5 separate regions of the Mus musculus genome follow, and regions 1, 2, 3 and 4 are each linked to region 5. Evidence: chromatin contacts called from public Hi-C, HiCAR-type and HiChIP or PLAC-seq data. All regions are on one chromosome and are shown on one strand. The core of a region is the stretch at or near the end of the contact, and the rest is flanking DNA. Distances in the headings are between cores, read along the strand shown. Region 1 overlaps Wdr27 (WD repeat domain 27). Region 2 overlaps Wdr27 (WD repeat domain 27). Region 3 overlaps Wdr27 (WD repeat domain 27). Region 4 holds the start of Wdr27 (WD repeat domain 27). Region 5 has its middle 24 kb from the start of Gm34916.

Region 1 (3,846 bases), core at 270-2,769, 280 kb after region 5:
CCCCTACAGGGTCATATAGGTCTGAATGTTTAGACACCAGGAAGTAGCAATGTTTGAAAAGATTAGAAGGTTAGACCGGTTGGCCTTGTTGGAGGAGCTGTCTCACTGGGAGTGAACTTTGAGGTTTCAAAAACTCACACTAGGCTCAGTCTCTGTCCCTCTGCTTGCCCATCAGGAAGTAACACACGTAGCTTCTGCTCCATCCCCTACTGGATGCTGCTATGCTCCCCACCACCATGGTAATGGACTCACCTCTGAAACTATAAGCCAGCTCTAATTAAATGCTTTCTAAGAGTTGGATTAGGGGGCCGGAGAGATTGATCAGTGGTTAAGAGCACTGACTGCTCTTCCAGAGGTCCTGAGTTCAATTCCCAGCAACCACATGGTAGTGGTAGTCCACAACAATCTGTAATGGGATCTGATGCCCTCCTCTGGTGTGTCTGAAGACAGCTACAGTGTACTCAAATACATAAAATAAGTGAATCCTTAAAAAAAAAAAAAAAAAAAAAAAGTTAAATGAGAGCCAGGCAGTTGTGGCACACACCTTTAATCTCAGTACTCAGGAGGCAGAGGCAGGTGGATTTTTGTGAGTTCCAGGGTAGCAAAGGCTATATAGAGAAACTATTTTAAAAAGAAAAAAAAAAAAAGAGTAAAAGAGTTGGCTTGGTCTTGGTGTCTCTTCACAGCAACTCAACAGTAACTAAGACAGACTCCTTTAAGACTACCCCAGGTCTTGCTTTCAGAGCATATCTTTGTGTAAGTAGAAGTGTTATTAAGGGCATTGGCATTGAAGACTCCTGTATTACAGATCTCAGAGCATCCACGCTATGAACTACAGATGCAGCACTCAGGCTACAGGCCCACTTGTGGCCACCCATCCCCAGACAGCATAGGTCCCCAAGCCTGCTTTGTGGCCTTCCCTGTTAAGCAGTGATCATGAGTCTGAGCCTTTCTGAAGGGTAACTCTGGGGCCCCACTCCTGAAGGCTAATTCTGGTCTGGCACTAGCAAATAGACCATAAACCGAAACTTCAGTTTCTATAGCTATGAAATAGGATTAACAATTGATAAGTTAGGGTTTGGGGAGGACTGAATGGTAGCAAGTATGTAATGCATTGCAAATGGAAAATAAAAACAAGAGCAGTCATTGCCATAGAACACTCCCATTGGCCTAGTCTGGAACTCAGGGGTGACAATGAATTGTGAAATATGTGAAGAGGCTTTGGGTCAGTGAGAGCACCTGCCTGCTTCTGGGTGTCCCCTCACTCCAGGGGTCTGGAAGCTGCTGCACCAGGTGGTCCCATGGAATCTGGCAGCTGAAGATGATGGCTAGAGCCCAGGCCCTATTCTTTTGGCTGGAAGCAAGGAAGCGCTCAGCAGGTGGGCAGTAACCCAGCTTCACGGGGACTTCTGGGGGAACTGGATGAAACAGACAAGAGCTCTGACCTTTCCCTGTGCATGAAGAGGCACTGTGGGGAACACAGCTTGAGCTCCAGCTGGCACGAGCCAGGCCAGCACAGAGCTGGGGGGTATTGGGAGTCATGGCCTTGGGCACCTTTCCAGGGTTCACAGGCTTGTGGGAAGCAGAGAAAAGCCTGTCACAAACTGAGAGAGAACTTCTGGGCACTGTGAACAAATCACTCAGAGTTGCCTGGATGGACAGTACGGCATTCTTTGCAGGGGCGTGTGGGGTATCCCCCTGGGAAGTGGACTGGTTTCTTAACTTCATCTTGATAGTTGTGTGATCTCCTGGGCCAGCTGGCAGGATATATACAGTGGAAAAACAACACAGACACCTTGTCTTCAACAAGGTGTAAGGCAACCCCTGACTGACAGTCAAGGTTCTCATATGATGTCCACACTCACTGTGCTACCAACACACCCAGGGATGATCACACACATGAATACACATACATACACACACACATACACACACACACTTGTACAAACATAAATTGTGGCAAACTTGTTTTGATTACGTAAGATACTACAATATTATAAAATAAAAATACTATTTTGTCCTCAGATATAAATATTGCTTTAAATACCTTCAAAAACAATAGTGTGATATAAAATTCCACTAGAAACAGACATGTAGCTGATTAAAATCCAAAAGAGCAAGAGAAAGAAGAGACAGATGGGAACATATCAAGGAAACGCTACTTCAGAGCGTCTGATCCAAGATATAGCAGCACTAAATAAAGGCTCTGCTACCGTATGCCATAGGAAAATTTCAAAATAGCATTAATTCAAATACTAATTATTTTATATTCGCACTAAAAACTTTTCTGAATAGGAAATCACAGTTACCCTCAAGATACTTCAGTGAGAAGAAGCAAGGGTATCCCTAGGCATGGTTTGACGGTAACGAACAAGGTAATTCTCATGTTCAGGTAATATACAGACAGTACCATTCAGACTGAATCGATGGTAACTATAACATGAAAAATCAGGAGGAGTTTTCAAAAAGAAAAATGCTATTATTATAAACATTTGCAGGCATTAAAGAGTCAGAGCACCCCCATGTCACTGTGGTGTGATGTGATGTGTGCTTACAGCTAAGGTTAGGTGTTTAAAAGCTGGCATGTGGCAATGTAGGAACTGCGCTCATAGAATCTGAACCAATCCACAGAAATAGCTTAGGTGGCAGACTGAGAGCTCCATAGAGGGTGACACAGACTAAAACTAGGGCTGGTCCTCAGGAAGACAAACAGGAACAGCTCAGAGACAAGGTTAGGGAGGCTCTGAGGTGCAGTTATCACTGGATGAAGGAGCTGGCTAGAGGCGACAGGTGATGGGCACAGCTTAGAGTGCTCATTTGAAATGTCACAAGAATCCAGCACTGGGACTCTGATGTGTGGCAAGGGAAATGGGATGAGCATCAATTTTGACCTCACAGGTGCAGTGTCCTTGAAGGCATCCCTGGGTGCCTGCTACGAACAGTACCACTGATTTTTCTGCAGCCACTGGAGAGCAACCAGTGTAAGCATGGGCCAACCCTAGCCTAGCAGTTCAGCCAGACTGAAAGCTTACAGGGGAGACTGCAGAGAAGCCAGGACATAACAGGACTGCCCCACAACCAGGCCATGGTAGAGTTTATTTAGGGTAGATGAGGGAATGGGGCCGTTCTTTAGTGGCAATCAGAAAAGTTCTAGATGCCTTCCTTCAAACATCTTCTTTTCCTATTTTCTTATCAATTCACAACCCATATATCATCCCTTCTAGAAACGCCACTTATTTCCTGTTTCCAGTCATACTTGTTGCTTAACACAAAGGATAATATATTCAAAGGTTCTGGACACACTCCAGGGAGTTTCCGAGAAAGCTCACATTTGCATTTGTTGAGGCAAAAGAGGAAGCCTGCAAAAAATAGTCTTTTCTTAAATGCAACCCAGTAAGTGGCCAATCAGAAACTGTTGAAACAATGGTCTCTCGGTCACACAGGGTCAGCAACAAAGGTGTTCACCCTGGGGTCTAATCCTCTGGCGGTCTTACTTGGAGTTATTACTGCTGTGATCACACACCATGACCAAAAGCACTTTGGAGAGAAAGGGGTTGATTTTGTTCACAGCTCATTATCACAAGCAGGGAGGGCACAAACCTACTCGGAGCAGGAACCTGGAGACAGGAGCTGATGCAGAAGCCACAGAGGGGTGCTGCTCACTGGCTTGCTCATCATAGCTTTGCTTGGCCTACATTCTTATAGAACCCAGGACCACCAGCTCAAGGGTGGGCACCAAGTGCAACGGGCTGGGTCCTTCCCTATCAGTCACTAATTAAGAAGATGCCTTATGGTTGGACATTATGAAGGCATTTTCCTAGTTGAGGTTTCCTCCTTTTGGGTAAC
Region 2 (3,819 bases), core at 1,042-3,541, 340 kb after region 5:
CTTGAAATATTTCTCCATTTTCATTCTATAAAACTAGTCCTTTCCATTTACTTTTTCTTGGGGGGGGTGAATTTTGGCAGAGATTATGGAGGGAATTCCTTTCTATGGAAAACTATGCTGGATATGAGTCCCTCATTCAAGTGGGGTTCTTTACAATGGGACCTGCAGGAGTGGGTGAATACCATGATCAGAGGGTGAGTTGCATCCCTCTGGACTCTGGACACTTCTGATTTGTATCTTGTGAGAACAAAGCGGCTGGGGGACTGAGGCAGGAGGATTAACCTGAGCTATATAGCTAGGTCCTATTTTAAACAACCTCAAGGACGTCTCAGCATCCTCCAAACAGGAAGGTGCTGTGGGTTCTTCTCTTTAGATGTCTATGCTTCTTGAGGAGACTGAATCATTGTAGTTTTGGATACATCACAAACAGATGTGGTAAATGTTTAAATTGTTCAGTGAGGACAATTTACAAGTAAAAAGATATATACTTGCTTTACATTTATGTATTACTGAGTATCTGCTATATACCAGGTGAAAGAAATACAGAGTTGGGGCTGTATACAGAGATGGCTCAGCGGGTAAGAGCACCAACCGCTCTTCCGAAGGTCCTGAATTCAAATCCCAGCAACCACATGGTGGCTCACAACCATCTGTAATGAGATCTAATGCCCTCTTCTGGTGTGTCTGAAGACAGATACAGTGTAATTAGATATAATAATAAATCAAAAAAAAAAGAAAAGAAAGAAATACAGAGTTACTTTTTACTCTTTGGCCAATGCTCTTGTCCTTATTGAAAAAAAAAAAAAAGTCCATTCTTCTCACTTAAACCTCCAGTGATTCTTTTGTTAATCTTCAGGCACGGTTTTTGCATATGTTTTTTCATATAGAACATACAGATATACATAATAAAAGACTACAAATCCACTGATTTGAAGGTTGATTCTCAACCTTCCTAATGCTATGACCCTTTAATATGGTTCCTCATATTGTAGTGACCCCTTAACCACAAATTATTTTGTTACTACTTCATAACTGTAATTTTGCTAGTTATGAACTGTAACACAAATACCTGATATGCAAGATATCTTTCAGCCTACAGGTTTAGCATTGCTGCTCTAAATGCTGTCTGAAAAGCAGAACAATGACCATCACTCCATTCTAACGTGATAAAAGAACAACCAATGCGCTGGATCCCTTCCTTTCTGTGACAGTGGGATCCTGTGCTGCTTAACTGCCAAACACTCGTTTCTGTAAAAAGCCACAGCGCTAGGATATAAAACACCACATAGGAAGTCAACCAGGGACCGTCTCAGAAAAACACTTTTCTTTGCTTATGTTACTTGAATGCAAAGTGTCAATCACAAAGGGCTTGTAAGAAATGATGGTAACCTCAAACAAAAGTATAGTCAATGATGCATAAGTCTTCAAAGCTTCCTAGTAAAGTTTGCCATTGTTTTGAAACTAGTTTGGCTGTATTCCAGAGACACTAATGAATGGTGGATAAAGTGCCTTTACTTATGTTGTGTCTTTTCTAAGCTGTTCTTTTTTTTTTTTCTCCATGATTTCAGTGATCATTGATCTTAATTTGCATCTCCTCAAGAAGAAATGCACGTATCTTGCCATCCTGATGTTCTGTCCTGCTTGCTGACAGTAGTCTCTTTCTTCTCCCATGGGAGCCTGAGCATGTTTTGGAGACTATGTTAGGGGCTGGGTTAGAACCAGGAATGCTGGCACCTGCACTACCCTGCACCAGTACCTCATAAGCATCCCTCAGCTCAGACCCAGGTTCTTGCTTAGGTACCACCATCTTGGTGCCTCATGTGACCCTCAATATGGAACTTTATGAGGACACTTTATAGGAGACAAGTGACCATCAAGTGACCTTTCAGATAAAGCAATTTGAGGCACACAGTGGAGGAGGAGGGAGGGGCAGCATAGTTTCCAGCCAAGGAAACTATGAGAGGTCTCATGAGAGAGCTGGCCTCCTCTGTGGGCTTAGCCTCCAGCTATGTGGCAATGTGTTGCACAGTCCTGGGACACTCTAAGATCTCTGAGTTCCCAATCTGCAGGAGATATGGATCTGGCATAGAGGAAAGGTGGAGAGGAAGAGAGGCAACTACACAGGGAGAAGCATGCAGTTCTCTGAGACAGGGAATGCCTTGTTACACATGAGCTGCACTGAAGTGTAACACTTGATGCCATCACCTTGTCGCTCCTACACCACACATTACAGTCGTTCATGGAGCATGTACCCATGTCTGGGATGACTAATACATGGAGAAATGAGTGATACATGTGAGAGTGTATTGTGACTCAGTAAAAATGAGCCGTTCGCAATCACAGCTTACTATTATGGACTTCTAATGCTGGGTAACTGCCTTCAAATACTGTCAGACATGAAACAGATTTTTATCCCAGTACTCAATGGGGCTCAAGGTCTTTTTGATACCACCACCTAGAAACCCTACAGAGCAGGCACACATACATACATGTCTGTCCTCCGCACCACAAGCCATGAGCCTTCCACAAGGACTAAAAGCAACTCCACAAGGGTAAGAGCGGTTTGGATGCCCCTCAAAGCAGCGCACACACCTGCAAGGGGACAGAGAAACAGCTGGGCAGAAAGTGCTTGCTACAGCTTAAGACAAATTAAAAAATACCAACACATCTCCCTTTACAAAATCAACAAGCTACTATCTACAAAACCAAAGCTTTCTTGGATGTCTATGTATGTGCTGAGACTCAAACCCACAACTTTTTCCATCCTAGACACTCTACCACTGAACTACATCCTTGAAAAAAACTTCATATTGAGAATTATTAAATGGTATAGAGTTAAGGGATCTTTAAAATAATTTAAACTCTTTTTTTTTCAAAATTAATAAATTCCTACAGATGACAAAACTAAGGGTGAATTCACCTTTATGTAGGAGAAATGTTAAATAAGCATTTTCTGGATATTATAAATTTTTCAAACCGATTTTATAAAATCCCAAATGATATAGAGAAAGAGCCCACAGCTTTAGGGGAGGTGTAGGACTCTAATAAGAGGACTGAGTACCTCCAACTTAGCAAGTACCACATCCGGGTCTGGCATGGCTGTAGCTATAGTGTAATCGCCACCTCTCACATCTCTGACTCTCAGAAGCTGCATGTGGTGGCCCTCAGAGAACAGACTAGCACCCATGCTCCACCATCCCAAAGTGACTGCGTCAAATCTGTATAGGAGGCAGTCTTCTCCAGAGCTTAGAGACTAGTCACAGCCTTGTGTTCTCTGTAACAAGGGTCAGGTTGCATCCCCAGCTCAGCTCCAATTTCCCTCAGGGCAGTGCCGTGATGCAGGCTGGCCTTACCTCAAGTTCCTCAAGTCCCACAGTCGAATCCCATCACCAACAGCTGCCGTCAGGAAAAGATTATATGCCAGGGAATGCTGGGCTACAAAGGATGATCCCTGTAATCAGATAGGGAAAATCAAAAGGTAAGAGCTTTCTGAACATCTTACTTAATTTGGGAGGGGACGCACGCCACAGTGCATGTATAGTCATCCCTCTGATACCTGGCAGGAGTTGGTTCTCTTTCTCCACCATGCAGGGCCTTGGGATCAGACTCACATCTTCCTCAGGCTTAACCTCAAGCACCTTTACCTGGTAAGCCATCTCCCAGACCCTAAGATAAACTTGTAAAGACTACTGACACCTAACAATACTGGAATCTAAACCCAGAAGTCAACATAACCTTTCTTAAATTGATAGCTTTAGAGTAGGACTTAAACCTTCCATGTAGCCATGAATAGCACAACCACCTATGTAGATAACAGAG
Region 3 (3,710 bases), core at 536-3,035, 300 kb after region 5:
CAATTACACAAAAATTAAACATTTTCATGATTACAAAAACACCAAACAGACTAGCAATAAGGGGGGCTTCCCTGCACACTATGGGGCCCAGCATGCAAACCCCACAACTGACATCATCCTTAATGACAAAGTCCTGGAAGTGTCTATTAAAATCAGGAACACAACAAAGATAGCTACTCTTTTTTTTTAATTAGGTATTTTCCTCATTTACATTTCCAATGCTATCCCAAAAGTCCCCCATACCCTCCCACCCACTCCCACTTTTTGGCCCTGGCATTCCCCTGTACTGGGGCATATAAAGTTTGCAAGTCCAATGGGCCTCTCTTTCCAGTGATGGCCGACTAGGCCATCTTTTGATACATATGCAGCTAGAGTCAAGAGCTCCGGGGTACTGGTTAGTTCATAATGTTGTTCCACCTATAGGGTTGCAGATCCCTTTAGCTCCTTGGGTACTTTCTCTAGCTCCTCAATTGGGGGCCCTGTGATCCATCCAATAGCTGACTGTGAGCAAGGGATAGCTACTCTTATACTAAGGGAAGTTAATAAAGAGAACTGCACTCACCTGGAGTGGGAAGACCTGAAACTGATCTTTCAGATGGTAGAGTCATATGCACATAAAGTAAGAAACAGTCAAAACCAATTATACCTAATAAGCAAGTCCAATTGGATCACAAAGATCAATATACAGAAACCAACTTCATTTCTATATGATTACACCCAAATGGTCATCCTAAAATTAACTTTAAAAATATTAGGTGGAAAACAAGAGAAATAAATGGTATTTGTAACTGAATCTTCTTTTTCTTCACCTGTGGATGTATATAAGTATAAACACATACAGACCTATATATGCTCAGAAAGAAATATGTGAGAGTTCTAGAGTGTCCATGCCTGTGAGCTGTCATGTTTTCCCTTGTGCTTGCTGTTTCCCTCCCTGTCCCTTTCTCTCATCTCACTGTCTCTGTCTCTCTCCTACCTCCCCCTGCACATCCCTTCCACGTATTTATTTTGTTGTGATGGGGTCAAACCCAGAGCCTCTCTGCCACTGAGTTTTTTAAATAGGATCTTACTAACTCAGGTTGGCTTCAACCACCTGAGCAGCTGGGATTACAGACCCGATGACCACACCTGGCTTGTTTACTCTATTTCCCGAAAGAATATGCACTATTTCTTTTTACAAATTGAAAAAAAAAATGAACAAAAAAGTCAAAAAGTTAAGAGGTACTGTCTCTGCAGTTATAAAACAGTAACTCCAACAATATATTTTCTGTCATTGCAGCTTACATTTTCACAAATAACTACATATTACATGCAATTTCTATTAAAGAAAGTCTGTTTTATCATAGCCAAACTATCAATTGAATCCTTCTCTTAATTGTTCTTGAGAACAATTAGCACAAAGATACCCACACTTGCACAAGTCTATACAATGAGTGGCTTATCTGTCAGACACTGTTATTGTATTGCCTCCCTTCAAAGTCTGTTGCTCTCTTTAATCTGCTTGTCCTTGAGTAAAACATACTTGCCATTCTTATAATTCACAAACTTCATTAGCAAAGTTCAATAATAGAACCAGCTGTGTAACTGGAATCCTATGTGCTGAGAAGAACAAAACTGCTGCAGCTTATTTGAGATACATTTTTAAGTTGGATTTATAAATCACTTACAAAGAAATTGAGCAGAACTAAAATTATGGTCCAACTGTCACATTCCTACAGTGTGACCACAGTGTGCTCAGGGCTGGAGGCCACAGCAATGAGTGTTTGCAGACCTGAAAGCTTTGCCAGACCATCAGGGACAAATATCCTCGCCAGCCAGATATTAGATCAACAACCATTAAACATAATCTGAACCATCTTCCATGGCCAAGGCTCAAGAGCTGAAATCCAAACAGTCGCCCTGCTGCTGAGTGTCCACGTGCTGCATGAGCCCCTAGAGACCTCGAGGAGAAATGCCATGCAGAGGACAGAGCCAGTGACTGACACTAGAGATGTGCCCAGCTTTCATCCCTCCTTCTCACGTACCTTGGAAATCTTTGTTCAGAAAGAGCCTCTCCATTGTCCCCTACTGCTCTGCACCTCTACCCGTCACACTGTGGATTTACAGAGGACACTTGGGACCTGGTCTGTACACAATCTGACTCACGGCTCCCTGGATCACTCATATTGCATAGCTGGCTCCACCGTGTGCAAGACTGCTAGGGTTTGTTGCTGGGCCAATGGCATTGCTCTCAGATGGGAGGGCAGATTTCTGGGGACCTTTTCATTCCCTTCCTCCTTCCTTCCCTTTCTCTTCCCAGGGCAGTCCACCTCTCTGCTCTGTGCAGCAAATTTAGAAAAAGAAATGCTTCTGGCATGAGATCTTCCATGTCATAGGAGTAAATTATATGATTAAAAAATTACATCTTGGGGCTGGTGAGATGGCTCAGCAGGTAAGAGCACCCTACTGCTCTTCCGAAGGTCCTGAGTTCAAATCCCAGCAACCACATGGTGGCTCACAACCATCCCTAACGAGATCTGACTCCCTCTTCTGGTGTGTCTGAAGACAGCTACAGTGTACTTATGTATAATAAATAAATAAATCTTTAAAAAAAAAATTACATCTTTAAACAATATTACTTGTTTCTTTAAGGAGCACATGACTGCACTCACCCACTTATACACACACTCATTGCTGAGGTCAGCAGTTTTTTTATACCCAGTCTGCCTCTGCCACAGCACGCAGTAGGTCCATCCTCCATCCTTACTTATCATATCTGCCCATATGTTGATTGTCTGCTTCACACTAAGCTCCATGAAAGCTCACATCCCACTGTCTTCTTAGCTCTGGTTTTCAACAGTTAAATGAGCTGTCTCTGTTTTGCACCTTATGTGACTTCCTCGTTTATGATCTTCTGTGTCCTGTATAGCTTTTGACTTTCTGTTTTCTGGGCTGGCTCTCCTCTCAGCCTCCATTGGTGTTTGAGAAGGCTGGAAAGAAGTTCTGTGGAATCAGGGACAACACTGGAGCTTCATCTTTTCCTACTGTAGTCCCCCATGATAATTCTTTCTCTACCCTGGGGTTCATCGTCTGCGGTATGGGCCCACCGTGAGCACAGCCTGTTGCCAAGGATGTGCTGCAAGCACTGAAGACAAAAGAAGGACCTTTCACACCAACAGCTTCCTTCCAGAAAGCAGAAATTCCCACACTGTAAAGCAAGACTCACACGCTGGATTTTGCTTTTGGGCTATCGTCTAGAGTTGACATCAGATGAGCTGACAAGAAATGACAACAGGTCCACATGGCATCAAGGACTGTTTTGCACATAACATGTTCCTCTCTGCAGCTGTGTGTCTGGACAGAGCATGCATGACCTGTAATGATTGATCTTAACATTGGTATGCAGATCCGGATTGCAAACCATTTTTCTTTCCTATGAAAATGGTTAATAAGATTTCTTTAGTCTTAAGAAAACTAAACTATGTCATCTTTATTTAAAGTTAGAACATAAAAAAAATCAAATATGAGTTATACACTTTTAATTTTAATGAAAGTGAAAATTTCTAAATAACTGTTTAAATCATATAAAATTCATTTTAAATCACTTTATCTATTGAAAATTTATGCTTTGATAAAAATGTTTTCAATGTTTTGTTTTATATAATCACCCTTTATTTGTTAATGCTCTGGGTGAGTGATAATGAAGAGAAGATGAAACCTGATGGGAAAAA
Region 4 (3,634 bases), core at 153-2,652, 400 kb after region 5:
GTGTCTCCCACAAATATTCCATATTGAACTCTGTCTTCCAAGGTGATGATGGTCTTAAGGCTCAGAGGGACAATGGGAGGTAATCTCGGTCTTGAATGTGGAACCTCCTTGATGCGATTGGTGTTCTTGTAAAATGAGACAAAGAACTTCTTGCCTTTCCACCCATTTATAAACCAGGAAAAGTCTCCAGACATGAAATCTAGTCTTAAGAACTGTGTGCATGCTTTCTCCTCCAGCCAAGCAAGATGCCTAAAGGAAAGACAGCCAAGGGAAGAAGGTGACCCTGAGCATCGCCGGTGTCAAGGACCAGGAGGCCAAAAAAGTGGTCAATCCTTAGTTTGAGAAAAGGCCCACGAATTTCGCCATTTGGGAAGGACATCCAGCCCAAAAGAGATCTTACACGCTTCATCAAATGGCCCCGCTACATCATGCTGCAGCGGCAAAGAGCCATCCTCTACAAGCGGCTCAAAGTCCCTCCTGCCATTAACCAGTTCACCCAGGCCCTGGACAGGCAAACAGCTTGCCCACAAGTACAGGCCAGAGACAACGCAAAAGAAGCAAAGGCTACTGGCCCCTGCTGAGAAGAAAGCTGCTGGCAAAGGCGACGTCCCAACTAAGAGACCACCTGTCCATTGAGCAGGAGTCAATATAGTCACCACCTTGGTGGAGAACAAGAAGGCTCAGCTGGTGGTGATTGCCCATGATGTAGACCCCATTGAGCTGGTGGTTTTCCTGCTTGTCCTGCCCAGGTTGGGGCGCCTGGTCCACAGGAAGAAATGCACCACTGTTGCCTTCACATAGGTTAACCCGGAAGACAAGGGTGCTCTGGCTAAGCTGGTGGAAGCTATTAGGATCAATTGTAATCACAGATATAACGAGATCCGTCGCCACTGAGGAGGCAACGTGCTGGGCCCTAAGTCTGTGGCTCGCGTTGCCAAGCTGGAAAAAGCAAAGGCTAAAGAACTCGCCACTAAACTTGATTAAATGTACACTAAGTTTTCTAATTACTAAATTACTTCCCAAAAAAATGTGGGGGGTGGGGTGATGGCAATTGTGGGCTTGGGGGGGGGGGAGGAATCATTTCTTACTAGTAGTTCTCATGTTGAAATTTATATTTCCCTTCTGTCATGGTTTAAGACAAATCCAAAAGTGTCCCTCCCGGTGCTGCCCGCACTCAGGGGCTTGTGCTGCAGGGCTTAGGGAGGCCACTCACGCGCGGCTCTGGGGGCGCGGGAGGAGAAGGCTGGACCGGGCGCGGCTCGGCCCTCCGCCATCCGGGAGCAGGCTTCCCAGTCATCCCCTCAAGGGAGCTTGTCGCAAGCTGCAATCCCTGGCAGCCTCACCGACCGTCCAGCCCACTTTCCCCGGAACTCACCGACCACGCCAGCCGCGTCGCTATGGTTACGGGGGAAAGCTGCTCTATTCTCGCGAGAGCCTGGCGTTACCTCACTTCCGGTCCCTTAGGCCGGAGTTGGTTCCCAAAAGCCCTCGCTTCCGGAGTACCACACTTCCGGGCGCGGCCTCTTTTCCGCCAGCTGGGGCGAGTTCCAGGCTGAGCCCGGGTGCTGCGGGTGCTGCGTGGCCTGCGGGGCGTGGCGGTGAGTTCGGGGTTGGCGACCTCGCTATTCTCCAGACACCTGCGCCCCCAGGGGCCTGTCCTAAGGTCCCTCTTACCGCTTCCCTCTTCCCACCCGCCTCCTCTGCTCCTCCCTCTCTGCTGTTCCCTACTCTTTATCCCTTCTCTCCTTCCCCTTCCCCACCGTCGGTTCCCGGGACCCAGGTGCACGAATCTTGGTCTGCGTGGACGAGCACCTCGGGTCACGCCTGTCACCCGTACCTTCCCAGCACAGCGACTGCAGATGAGGGAGTCCCCGAGTTGAGTGCCCCAGCGATGGCTACTCCCTGGAGGCGCGCCCTGTTGATGATCCTGGCGTCCCAGGTGGTGACCCTGGTAAAATGTTTGGAAGACGACGACGTCCCGGAGGAGTGGCTCCTTCTGCACGTGGTCCAGGGCCAAATAGGAGCCGGGAATTACAGCTACTTGCGGTTGAACCATGAGGGTAAAATTATTCTCAGGATGCAGAGCCTGAGAGGGGATGCGGACCTGTACGTGTCGGACAGCACTCCGCACCCGAGCTTCGACGACTATGAGCTGCAGTCTGTCACTTGCGGCCAGGATGTGGTCTCTATACCGGCACACTTCCAGCGACCGGTCGGGATAGGAATTTATGGACACCCCTCTCACCATGAGAGCGACTTTGAGATGAGGGTATACTATGACAGAACTGTGGATCAGTACCCATTCGGAGAGGCTGCCTATTTCACTGACCCAACAGGAGCCAGTCAGCAGCAGGCTTACGCTCCAGAAGAGGCAGCCCAAGAGGAGGAATCAGTTCTCTGGACGATATTGATTAGCATTTTGAAACTGGTGCTTGAAATTCTCTTCTGATCCCTTGAATATGCTGGAGCACAAACCCTTATTTTCACAGAGCGATTACAGTTTGCTGCGAACCTAGCTACTTGACCTGGTGAAACTCTGGTTACTTTTTTCTAGACTAGGATGGAAAAATAAAGCCATACAGTTTTGTTACCTCAGTTTACTCCCCAAGCAGGAAAAGCAGCAAGCACAATATTTTAGAGATTAAAATTCCTATAAAAAGGAGTCTGCTCAATAAAATGTTTAAATGCATTTTGGTTAGTCAGGTGAGTAAGAAGATTACAGTAACAGGCTGTATAAATCAGATTAAACTTTACTGCTGGTGCAGAAGTTGATGACTGTAGAATTTATAGACATTTAAATGAAGTACAGCACTTCGAGTTTTAAAGTCTTTAACATTTTAAAGCCAGGTGGAAAATGCAGTGACAGGTTCGCTCTTCCCAGAGCCTCTGCACAGTAGGGGTATGGTACCTGATACCCAAGCAAGCTCTCCTGGCAGCAAGTATTGACAAACTGTTGCTGTGCTGGTGATTTAGAGTCCAAATCCTGTTGTACCAGATCTTGGGCCATTTGCCCTTTCCTCTGCTTAGCCAGATTGGAGCTTTCTGGTTATTAGGTAACTATGATACTACCTAATCAGGTCAAGACAGAGTCATAACAAGTGGTAACTTTGTTATATTCAAGAAGAAATACTTCAAATTAAGTTGCTACTACCTCTTTCTGCTGATCTCTGGAAAAAACAACACTATGAAATTAAAGCCTGGGGAAATGAGCCATTTCTCTGACTTTGTTTCAAGGGTAGAAGTTGCTAATAAAGAAATAAATCAACTTGATGTTTAAGGTCATCGTTAATTTCAAAAAAGTTTTTATTGGCATAAAAATGAAAGTGTTGTAAATAAATTGGCACCAAATATCCCAAACATGAGGGTCAAAGCCTATTTTACCCCTCTTTGCTGTTTTTCCCCCTTCTGCCCACTTTCCTGGGTGTTGGGGGAGCTCGCTGACAACAGTCACAAATCCAGCGACCTAGGAGAAAAATTGTTAGTTAATATAGAGTGGAATTTTATTTTTATAGGACTGAGTACAAACCATCTAATCTCATTCCTGAGCTATCTGTAGTGATAACTCCCTGGGATTTTTCAGTGGGAGGGAGTACAGACTGGTTCCTTAAGCCAAGGAAGAGAATGTAAACAACCC
Region 5 (3,994 bases), core at 403-2,902:
GAGGAAAATAATGTCTTGAAACGAGGAATTTAACCAGTAAAATTATAGACCTCACAAGACCAGATTTTAATGCAAAGCTACACGATGATACAGTGTGGTGTTGTCACTGTGACAGGAACCATATGGTGTTGTCATGGAGACAAATACACTGTGATGTTCTCCTGATGATTGATGCAGTGTGGTGTTGCCATAGCAATAGGCAAATCAATAGGAAATGGTAGTATTCCAAACACAGAATCACATCTAGGTACAGAAAAGTGATTTTTACCAAAGGTGCATAGTCATTATAGTAAAGAAAAAGTATTTTCAGACAATGATGCTGGAGCAAGTGCATATTCATATGCCAAAAAAATAAAAAACAAGTCTATACCATGCACCATATGCAACGATTAATCCATATGTTATAGACCTGCCTGTGAAATGAGAAACTTTAAGCCTTCTACTAAAAACGTGAATCACAGCTGTGTAGACAGAATGAGGTATGTTACCAGATTCAGCAGGAAACTTATGATTCATGAAAGATGAAAATAATAAATTTGAGTTTAATAAAGCCAGAGACTTTGCATCACAGAAGATGCAGCTGGGAGAGTGCAAAGCTGAATACCGGACAAGGACAATCTGCAAATCCTGCATCACTGGATAGTGAAGTGGGTTTCTGAAGATTTCTACCCTTTACCTTCTTGCCTCTCTATGAGTGTTGTTACAACTCAATTAAAATAAAACTGTGCCTAGGGCTGTAGCTCAGTGCAAGAGCCCTTGGCTTGTGCACTGGAGATCCCTGCCTGCAACCCTCATTATAGTCAGGAAATAAAAGCAGAGAAGAAGCCATTGACAACACTTTATAGAGCTGTGGAGGTGGCTCAGGCGATATAGTGCTTTCTACATGACCCCGAGAACTGGAATTTAAATGCTCATGCCCAGAACTCATGTAAAGCCTGGTATAGTAGCACACATCCATAATTCTCATGCTCTTAGACCAGATTACGGTGGAGACAGGAGAATTCCTGGAAACTTACAAGGGAGCTGGTTGGCTGGAATTAATGGCAAACAAGAAGAGATACTGTCTCAGATAAGGTGGAAGTCAAAGATGGACTCTGATTTTCAAAAGTGTGCTGTGGAATGCACATGCATACAGTCCACAAACACAGAACTATGGTGAATTGCCATTCCATTATCACATGTGAAAGAATCCTGATCCCATAGGTGATACACACATTTTCCCACTGGAGAATGTTGGCACAATGACAGGATAGATTGATTCTCAGGGGCTCAGCCAAATGCTAAGAGCCTGTGTGCTTGCTGGAGCAGTGTGTGCTGTCTGCAAAAAAAAAAAAAAAAAAATTTTAACACCCAGAAATTCGTATACCTAAAGATGGATTGCAGAGGATAATGAGCATATCTAACGAACCGGCAATGACAAAACTCACATTTTAATCCAGAATCAGGAATCAGGAACTGGGACTCTGCAGCAAATTATGCAAGAGTGACCAGAGGGACTGCTAGGCTGGCCACTTGGTGGCGCCAGAGGGCCTCATACGAAACCCCACAGATCCGTTTTAGGTGAGGTCACTAATCACCTCGGAGCCAACCCCTCCACCCAGCGTGGGTGAGGAACTTCTGTATTCGGTATGGTTGTCGCACGAGATGAAGCAGGTTCATAACTCAGCTGTGACTCACTAGGAGAAATGAAGAAACGGGGACACTGGCCGATCCTCACCCTAACCTCAGAGTTCCCTTCTGGGCTTCTGCGTAATGAATTCTGACTGTCCTGGCCATTGTTCCACATTTCCCAGAATTGATTAGAACCTTTACTGGTCCACGACTTGAATGGCTAAGAAGGAAAATATGCAAACAAACATAATCACGCGGGTTTCAATGGGTGGGGACAAGCAGATGGCCCCAGCTCTGCTGGAGAGCTCTAGAAAATTTGGCTCCTACCCAGATACCCATTCAGTTCCTTGTTATGAAGACAGCCTGAGCTCCCTCGTGCCCGGCTCAGCCAGCATTTACTGTGCTTGGCAATGATCAAGGTGTGTGTCATCCTCAGAGTCTGCTTTCTGTGGCTGTACACTTCACTATCATGCAAGATCTTTATTTTCCCAATATCCAACCTTTCCTGACTCTGGAAGATCTACAGTCTTTAAAAGTTCTTGAGTGACAACTGGTCCTGGAGCTAGTAGGTACAAGCTGCCCCTTCTCTATTTCCGTTTTTCAGTATGCTTGTTATTGATATATAGAAAGGTTACTGTATTTGTGTTTGCATTAATTTTTGTCTTGCCACGTTGATGCACGTGTTTATAAGCTTTAAGGCAATTTTCTGTTTCATCTTTAGAATCGTGTGTGTGTGTGTGTGTGTGTGTGTGCGTGTGTGTGTGTGTGTGTGTGTGTGTGTGTGTTTGGTTTTGACATTAGGGAATCATGATCTCCTCCAAAGAGTTTGGCAGCATTCTTTCCCTTTCTATTTTGTTGGTATTTGTCATTCTTCAAAGATCTGCTAGAATTCGCTGATGAATACACTGGGTTCTTTTTAGTTGGGAGACATATTTATTATTATTATTATTATTATTATTATTATTATTATTAATTTCTGCTGCTGCTTCAATCATGTTGGTCTGTTTGGATCATTTATTTCTTTGTACTTTAACTTTCATAGGTCATATGAATCTAGAAAACTGTCTGTTCATTTCAGATTTTCCATGGCATGCCCTATATTTCTCTTTTCATCTCTAATTTTCTTGGTTTGGATCCTATCTTTTTCATTTGGTTAATAGCTAAGGGTTTGCCAGTCCTTTCCTCTCAGGACTTCTTTTATTGACACATAATTTTTGGAATGCTGAGTTTTCACTTTCATTCTATTCTAGGAACCTTTCTGCTTCCTCCTTGATTTCTTCGTGGCCTGGCTGTCATCCACAGTGGTTAGCTTCCATGTATTTGTGTGCTTCCAGTAGTCTCCCTTGCTGTGGCTACCCAGCCTTTTTATTTTGCTGTGATCAGATAGAATGCAGAAAGTGCTTTCAAATTTTATGTCCTAGCACGTAATCCATTTCTCAGAAAGCACCACAGGGATGTCTGTATGTTTTATAATGCCATTTAACTCTTTTTGTTTTGTCCAGATGACTTATTGAGAGTAGGGAGTTGAGGTCACTCACAATTACTTTATTGGGGTTAATCTGTGACTATACACTTAGCATTTGTTCTGACAAGCTGGAAGCTTTTCCACTGGGTGTGTATGTGTCTTAAACTATAAAATCTTGTGATGGATTTCCCATTAGTAAGTATGAAATGAACGTCCTTATCTCCCTCACTAGATTAGATCTGAAGTCTATTTCAACAGATGTTAACACAGAGACCCTGGCTTGTTTCCTAGTCTTGTCTATTGGCGGTAGAGCTCTCTATTCTTTACCCAAGTCTGTGTCTTTGCTAGTGAGGTGTGTTTCTCATGGGCAGCATAAAGATGGATCCTGATTTTTAATCCAAGCTTGTGATTTCTTTTAAGAGGGAAATGGAGACTATTAATATTCAAAGTTGTTATTAAGAGATGTGCATTAATTTCTGTCGTGCTGTTGCTTTGTGGTGGTTTTCTCTAGACTCCTTTAGCAGATTTATCCTGGCGTTAACTTTCTTCTGTGGCCTCTTGGGCATATTCATCCTTTTCAGTGTAAAGTGTCCTTTGTAAAGCTGGCTTAGTTGTTATAAATCCCTTTTGCTTGTTTTTATTATGGAAGGCTTTTCTTTTCAATTACGATAGATAGTGTTGCTGGGTATAAGTCTGATTCTCAGAAACACTCGCCAGTTTTATGGGGCAATGATGTTGTAACTTTAAAAGGATAAAAAGTGCCACTTTCTCCCCATCTCACCCTGGGGCAAGTCTAGGAGTCCAGCTGGACAGCATCGTGTTCTCTAGGAAATGCTTTCTCTTTAGGTAATAGGACACTGTGTCTTCAGACCTGTCCATACTGTGTAATGCTCCAAATATAATAGGTACTCTGTCTTC

Evidence for each region. HiChIP or PLAC-seq counts read pairs in DNA pulled down with a chosen protein or histone mark. Hi-C and Micro-C count contacts between places; a contact is called where the count stands out from the background. HiCAR-type assays count read pairs that join an accessible place to other places.
Region 1: a Hi-C map of muscle stem cells shows a contact between it and region 5, with 2.5 times the contacts expected there. The contact joins two enhancer-like sites. A contact is called at or near these places in 4 of 484 Hi-C or Micro-C datasets (epidermal suprabasal cells, muscle stem cells, neural progenitor cells and 1 more), 10 of 115 datasets of contacts at active chromatin or transcription factors (the NIH/3T3 cell line, embryonic stem cells, fibro-adipogenic progenitors and 2 more) and 1 of 9 other capture datasets (embryonic stem cells).
Region 2: a contact with region 5 is called in a CTCF HiChIP or PLAC-seq map of the NIH/3T3 cell line, with 17 read pairs. The contact joins two enhancer-like sites. A contact is called at or near these places in 3 of 15 datasets of contacts at CTCF or cohesin (the NIH/3T3 cell line, large pre-B cells and stem cell-derived epiblast-like cells), 6 of 484 Hi-C or Micro-C datasets (the HPC-7 cell line, cochlea, cranial neural crest and 2 more) and 6 of 115 datasets of contacts at active chromatin or transcription factors (the NIH/3T3 cell line, embryonic basal ganglia, embryonic stem cells and 1 more).
Region 3: a contact with region 5 is called in a HiCAR-type map of fibro-adipogenic progenitors, with 11 times the contacts expected there. The contact joins two enhancer-like sites. A contact is called at or near these places in 1 of 15 datasets of contacts at CTCF or cohesin (the NIH/3T3 cell line), 8 of 484 Hi-C or Micro-C datasets (the C2C12 cell line, LSK cells, cerebral cortex and 4 more) and 5 of 115 datasets of contacts at active chromatin or transcription factors (the NIH/3T3 cell line, fibro-adipogenic progenitors, forebrain and 2 more).
Region 4: a contact with region 5 is called in an H3K4me3 HiChIP or PLAC-seq map of stem cell-derived neural progenitor cells, with 34 read pairs. The contact joins the promoter of Wdr27 here to the enhancer-like site in region 5. A contact is called at or near these places in 13 of 39 promoter capture datasets (the 3T3-L1 cell line, the HPC-7 cell line, cranial neural crest and 8 more), 1 of 15 datasets of contacts at CTCF or cohesin (large pre-B cells), 1 of 484 Hi-C or Micro-C datasets (muscle stem cells), 8 of 115 datasets of contacts at active chromatin or transcription factors (astrocytes, bone marrow-derived macrophages, embryonic stem cells and 2 more) and 1 of 9 other capture datasets (adipose tissue).

Annotation. Positions count from the first base shown.
Region 1 is chr17:14,823,617-14,827,462 of GRCm38.p6, forward strand. All of the region lies in intron 24 of Wdr27 (WD repeat domain 27), which reads right to left. Among named protein-coding and RNA genes, the nearest start is that of Gm23352, 34 kb to the left of the region's middle. Within about 2 kb of position 1,520, at least 36 of the 459 cell types and tissues checked have an H3K27ac peak or open chromatin away from gene starts, as enhancers often do. A contact at or near this core is called in muscle stem cells, neural progenitor cells and stem cell-derived neural stem cells, where this site is marked.
Region 2 is chr17:14,880,265-14,884,083 of GRCm38.p6, forward strand. Wdr27 (WD repeat domain 27) reads right to left here. Exons shown (of 25, transcript NM_175173.3): 22 at 3,354-3,451. Among named protein-coding and RNA genes, the nearest start is that of Wdr27, 61 kb to the right of the region's middle. Within about 2 kb of position 2,292, at least 7 of the 459 cell types and tissues checked have an H3K27ac peak or open chromatin away from gene starts, as enhancers often do. A contact at or near this core is called in the NIH/3T3 cell line, where this site is marked.
Region 3 is chr17:14,845,211-14,848,920 of GRCm38.p6, forward strand. The region is part of intron 23 of Wdr27 (WD repeat domain 27); the gene reads right to left. Among named protein-coding and RNA genes, the nearest start is that of Gm23352, 55 kb to the left of the region's middle. Within about 2 kb of position 1,786, at least 26 of the 459 cell types and tissues checked have an H3K27ac peak or open chromatin away from gene starts, as enhancers often do. A contact at or near this core is called in the C2C12 cell line and fibro-adipogenic progenitors, where this site is marked.
Region 4 is chr17:14,941,722-14,945,355 of GRCm38.p6, forward strand. It overlaps Wdr27 (WD repeat domain 27), which reads right to left and starts at 1,403. Exons shown (of 25, transcript NM_175173.3): 1 at 1,376-1,403. It overlaps 1600012H06Rik (RIKEN cDNA 1600012H06 gene), which reads left to right and starts at 1,463. Exons shown (of 2, transcript NM_026451.2): 1 at 1,463-1,598; 2 at 1,846-3,634. The coding sequence starts at 1,892. The coding sequence ends at 2,449. It overlaps Phf10 (PHD finger protein 10), which reads right to left. Exons shown (of 12, transcript NM_024250.4): 12 at 3,273-3,463. The coding sequence ends at 3,378.
Region 5 is chr17:14,544,404-14,548,397 of GRCm38.p6, forward strand. No RefSeq gene overlaps it. Among named protein-coding and RNA genes, the nearest start is that of Gm34916, 24 kb to the left of the region's middle. Within about 2 kb of position 1,653, at least 95 of the 459 cell types and tissues checked have an H3K27ac peak or open chromatin away from gene starts, as enhancers often do. A contact at or near this core is called in the C2C12 cell line, the NIH/3T3 cell line, adipose tissue and 7 more, where this site is marked.